Linked DNA regions of Sus scrofa: region 1 is linked to region 2. Evidence: chromatin contacts called from public HiChIP or PLAC-seq data. All regions are on one chromosome and are shown on one strand. Each heading gives the region's core, a stretch centred on a gene start, on an enhancer-like site or on the middle of the called end of the contact. The rest is flanking DNA. Distances are from core to core; before and after follow the strand shown. Region 1 holds the start of CNP (2',3'-cyclic-nucleotide 3'-phosphodiesterase). Region 2 holds the start of DNAJC7 (dnaJ homolog subfamily C member 7).

Region 1 (2,700 bases), core at 142-2,641, 40 kb before region 2:
CGCAGGTTCAATCCCTGGCCTCTCTCAATGGGTTAAGGATCCAGCATTGGTGTGAGCTGTGGTGTAGATCCCAGACATGGCTCGGATCTGGTGTTGCTACAGCTCCAATTTGACCCCTAGCCTGGGACCCTCCATACGCCACAGATTTGGACCTAAAAAAGCCAAAAAAAAAAAAAAAAAAAAAAAAAGGAAGAAGAAGGAACAGTTTCAGGAGAATGAAGAAATGGGTGAGCTCTAAGGAACTCAAAACCCTTAAGGAGGGGAGGACAGAGAAAGGCCTGGGAGTAGAGGTACATCTGCCCAGCTGCTGGCCATTGGTTCATCTTGCTGAGTACCTACTGTGTGCAGAGGACTGTGGGAGGCTTTCTGGAAGAAATAAGGATGAGACCTCTCATCCATCACATAGTGAAGGCAGCCTACTTGTAAACCCCTAAGCCTGGACAGCCGAATGAAATGCACGCTGGTGCTGGTGGGACGCTGGGCTCTAGGACCCAGAGGGAGAAGGAAGGTGTCTGCCCCAGGACTGTGGGAGTAGGAGCTGCAGCTGATCCCGCCTCCCGCCACCATATAGTCAAGTAAACCGTTGTCTGCAAGGCTGTTTTCTCACACCTGAGGTTTATATGGGTACTTAGCACAGCACCTGGTACACAGGAAGCTCTTGAAAACCCACCTCAGCTTTCAGTGGTTTCACAGAGGGGGTGGCTGAGCAGCTGCCTCAGAGGGTGAGTTAGGATTTCACGTTATTCATCTATCCCTTTGGCCATTGCCATCCTAATCCCATCTCCACAATTCCTGAAGTGTTGGGGTTGGTGGGGGCAGAGGCTGACTTTAGGCTGAGGCTAGGGGGAGGCAAATGAGTCATTTCGAATGCAACTTTTAAGTAATGTAGGGTCCAAAAAAACTCACTGAGAAAAGAGAAACTATTTTAATGCAATATGGTTAAAAAAAAAAAAAAAAAGCAAAAACTGGAGTTTCCTAGTGGCTCAGCAGGTTAAGGGCCAGGCATCGCCACTGCTGTAGCGAGGGTTATAGCCCTCGACTGGGAACTTCTGCGTGCTGAAAAAAATTCATGCAAAAAGTGATGATGAGTACGATATCAAAACTTAAAGACAGGATTCAGCCTTGCACTTGGAAGACCCTGCCTTCCTCGCCTCGACCCAATTTCCGTGCGGGACCGAGGAGGGTGACTGTCTCCTTCAAGGTGTTTGTCCGTAACTCCTACAAGAAAAACAGGCCACACCAGCCGTCCGCCTCCACCTTGGTCCCCGGCCGCCGCGCAGCTGCTTGACTGAGGCACAGGGGCACCACAGCCCGAGCGCACGGGAGCGGGGTCCTTTCCACCCCCTGCCGAATCAGTTTCGAGTTTCGATTCGCCGCGCCTGCGCAGAGGGGGCCGGAGCCGGAGCCGGCCCACCCCCGTCCCGCCCGCGGGCGCTCCGCCCCCGGGCTATGTAAGGCGGCCGAGCGTGGCCACGCGCCACCGCTAGACTCCGTGTCCCTCCGCGCGGGCGGGCGGCCCCGGAGAGCCAGTGCTGCGAAGGCGGCGACCGCGGCGCCTCCTCCTCATCATGGTGAGCGGGCGCGGGAAGGGCCGGGAGGGGAGCGAGCGGACCGGGCCAGGATAGCACCTTAGTGGAGAAGGGGAGCGCTGGGCGACTGGGGGAGGAAGTGGCATGCAAATGAGGAGCGTGGTTCCGGAGTGGAGTTGGGGTTTTCTCGGCAGTCCGGTGCAGCCCGGAGGTAGCTGCGACGCGGGGAGAGTCGGGGAGTGGGGACAGCGCTGGAAGAGGAAGGGAATCGGGCAGCAGCCCCGGGGCAGACGCGGGAGGCCGGTGGGCTCAGGTAACACGCTGGGCCCACGCTGGGTGGGCCTGCGGCGCGCTCCCCTGCTCGGGGCCTCATCGGAGATAAACGTACGCCAGCTGAGCTCGCAGGGGACTGGCGGGAGGTGGGGCCTCCCGATTGAGAGGAGAAGGCGGCTTACAGTAAAAACTATCACCTGTGGCTTTTTGCTGGCAGGAAAACAAGCGGCTCAGAGAGGTGCTGCTGACACACAGCAAGGGGTGGGCAGAGCTAGACCCTGGACACAGGTGTCCAGTACCGCCCAGTCCTGGGGCAGGCACAAAGACCAAGACTTTGGTGGGGGGGAACCAGGGCAGAGGAGGAGGTGGCAGGGGTGCTGAATGAAGCCCTTTGTCCAGTGCTCTCCTGCCCTGCCCCCCACCAGCCTTTCTGTGGGACCATTGTCCCCCCCCATCCCAGACAAGAGAGTATTATTTGTTGCTGGCATTGTTGGGGGAAGGGAGGCGGGCTTGGGGTCACCCTTCTCCACCCCCACCCTCCTCTGTGCACTCAGAGCCAGGGCAGCTGTGGCTTTGCCCAGACGTAGAGCCCCCCACCACCTCCAAAGAGGTCATCCTTAGTAGGTGCCAGGAATATAAAGTTAGGGTCCGCTCCCAAGAGCGCAGGCTTCAGGCCCTCCCCTGCATGCACTTCCAGCAGTTTTCCTTTGGAAGTGGTGGCAGCGAGTGATCTTCGAGTAGGAGTTTCAGACCCAGACAAGTGCTCCTCTCCAAGCTGCACAACCCGAAGCCATCAGGTTGCAAAGACCTAGGAGAATAGGACCAGCACCCCACGTTTTGGGACGGTGCCCGCAGCACCCCGGGGGTGCCTGTCAATCAGGGCTGCGCCCAGGAGCAG
Region 2 (2,700 bases), core at 93-2,592:
CTTTGTGAGGCTCTTGGCTTCCAAGAGGTCAGGAACTTGGGACACTGACTGCAATAACCATCCTTAAACTTGGTAACTATTCATCTGCCTCCCTGAGCACCCCTTATGTTTCAAACCTGGACAGTAAAAACACACAAACAAACAAACAAAATACCCCTCAGAATCCTGACTGCAGATCTCATGAACTACGCACCACCTGAAACCACCCAGACTGAAGCCATATGGGCTTGATATAAAGATATGCAATAAGTAGGAAGGAGAACGAGGGAACCGTAGTCAATTAAGTTGCGCCTGATAAGGAAAGGGCTCCAAACTTCCAGAACCTTTTCGTGAATTCCGCTCCAGCATTAGGACAAGTATGACTACCCACAACTGTGTTCCAACCCCACTCCAATAACCTGCTTTAGCTGTAGCCAAAACCCAGAGTGTTCTCGAAAACCACTCACTCAGCAGCTCCCTTGGCTAGTCCGGACTGGCAATCTCGAGCCACTGCGGCTGCCCAGCAGCGCCAACAGCGCCCAAGCAGCTGGCCTCCTTCTTGCTGCTTAAGAAATAGTCCTGGGGAAAATGAGGATCTTAGGAAGGACGGAGGGGGACGGGGGGCTGGGCGTGCAGACCATGAGACAAGCCCCTCACCCTTCTTTATCACCTTCAACTTCTAGGGCAACCGAGGGGCCACCAGGTCAATAATGAAGACACACAATCACCTCGGGCCAGACTAGTACTCGCTGGGGTATAACTACGGAGGAAAGGGAGAGAGAAAAGAGGGTTCTGGCGATGCAAAGTGCTGATAGACAACAATGTGCAGAAGTTAGCAAGAGGAGGAGGGGGTCGGGGGCGATGTAAGAAGTCGTCATCACCACTGCGCCGCCTCCCCCACCCCGCAACAAACCTCCCAGATCCCCTCAGAGACCTGGCCTCTGCAATGAGGACGACCTTCCTCTCTGCTGGGGAAACAAGGCCGAGCCTCAGCTCCCCAGCCAGGCGGAAGCTGGAGGGAAGGGCCGACCTCCGAGAGCGCCCCTTCAGGGGGTCCATCCGGACTCGAGCCCAGATTGGGGGGGGGGGGTCTCGGAGGGCGGGGCATCGCCTCGACAGGGGCTGCACCACGGCAAGGACGGGGTTCCCGGAGCCACGGAGCTTAAGCTCGCCCGTTCCCCTACCCTGCCACCCGGTTACCTCTTCGCTTCCTCGTCGTCGAGCAGCTCTGGCCCGGTCGCCGCCATTACCACATCGCACTCCGCGGCAGCCGCCATCTTACCGCCGGGACCAGAGAGCCGGGTGGGAGGCCGGCGGTGAAGAGCACTTCCGGTCGGACCATCGAGCAGCTCGGCGGCGCTGCGCCCAGAGGGGTTCCCTCGGGCCCGTCTACCAGCGAGAGGCTCTGCTTGGGGCCAGAGCGGCCTCCCGCCCTCGGAGGTCCACGGTGGTCTCCGCCCTGGGGCGGGGACCCAGAGACGGTTCCTGTGCGTAGGGGGCGCCACTTTACCCTTGGGTCGGACGAGGGATACAGGCTGCTGTCTCCTCTCTAGGCTTTGGCTTTTCTCAGTATTCTGAGAGCCTCGTTGCCATAACAACTTCCAATCCTAGAGAGTCTCCCGTGAGGCTCGGAGAGTCGGACTGGGTAGGGATCCTGTGACCTGGAGGGAAAGAGCCCCCCCCCCCCACTACTATCTTTTCGACCTTGAGAGTGTGTCCACAGCTTCCTTCACGAAAGGAAAGAAGAGACACTTTGAGTCCTTCTTCCCCAGCGTTCATCGGCCCCTAGAAGCCCTGCCCAACCAAGCCAGAGGAACGCAGGGCGTCTTCACACCGCGCCTTTCATCCCCTCTGGATCTCCAAGCACCAACTGGTTCATCACCCTAATGACGCTGACCCTTTGATGAGGCTGCTTTCATGTCAGCCTCCGGGAGTGCCATCTCAGCATTAAACCTAGGGAGGGTGGCATGGGGCCCCAGACTCTGCTCTGGAGTTTATAAGGCAGCTCACGGGGTGAGGTCCCTTCTCCACAGTGTCCCCATTGCTCTCAACCCTTATGTAAACTCCCTGCTCAGCACGCTTGTCTTGTCAAATGCAGTCTGGATCGGGAACTCAGAGAGGGCAAGGACACAGCCTGATCATCTTTTTAGCAACTCCCTTCACTCAAACCAATAATATTTGTGGCCTTGAATTGTATTGGGGTTTCCTGAGGTTAAATTGGGGGAGTTTGAAGTTAAAAATTAAAGTTAACCGGTACTGGAGTTCCCGTCGTGGCTCAGCAGAAACGAATCTGACTAGCATCCATGAGGACACAGGTTCCATCCCTGGCCTTGCTCAGTGGATTAAGGATCTGGCGTTGCCCTGAGCTGTGGTGTAGGTCGCAGAGGTGGCTCAGATCTGGCGTTGCTGTGGCTGTGGTGTAGGTTCCCTAGCCTGGAAACCTCCATATGCTGTGGGTGCGGCCCTAAAAAAAGATTAAAAAAAAAATTAGAGTTAATGGATACTAAAATAAGAGGGGCTCAAGGGAATTTAAAAAGGATTTATCCCCCTTCTTCAGTAAAACAGTCTGTGCCATTGTTGGTAAGTTGCCTGCATGGCCCCTGCCTATCACAGTGCTGAGGAAGCTAAATCACACCTAGCACCTGGGGAACAGAGGATGGGAGAGGCTCAGGTTTTTGGAAGAGAAAAGTCGTTCATCCAGCCAGTCATTCAGCAGCCCTC

What was found. HiChIP or PLAC-seq counts read pairs in DNA pulled down with a chosen protein or histone mark.
Region 1: a contact with region 2 is called in an H3K27ac HiChIP or PLAC-seq map of skeletal muscle. The contact joins the promoter of CNP here to the promoter of DNAJC7 in region 2. A contact is called at or near these places in 2 of 5 promoter capture datasets (fetal liver and liver), 25 of 47 Hi-C or Micro-C datasets (alveolar macrophages, blood, brain and 12 more) and 2 of 2 datasets of contacts at active chromatin or transcription factors (alveolar macrophages and skeletal muscle).

The regions. Positions count from the first base shown.
Region 1 is chr12:20,764,346-20,767,045 of Sscrofa11.1, reverse strand. It overlaps CNP (2',3'-cyclic-nucleotide 3'-phosphodiesterase), which reads left to right and starts at 1,391. Exons shown (of 4, transcript XM_003131420.5): 1 at 1,391-1,571. The coding sequence starts at 1,569. TTC25 (tetratricopeptide repeat protein 25) reads left to right here. Exons shown (of 12, transcript XM_021066990.1): 12 at 1-958.
Region 2 is chr12:20,724,579-20,727,278 of Sscrofa11.1, reverse strand. It overlaps DNAJC7 (dnaJ homolog subfamily C member 7), which reads right to left and starts at 1,342. Exons shown (of 15, transcript XM_003131409.5): 1 at 1,180-1,342. The coding sequence starts at 1,256.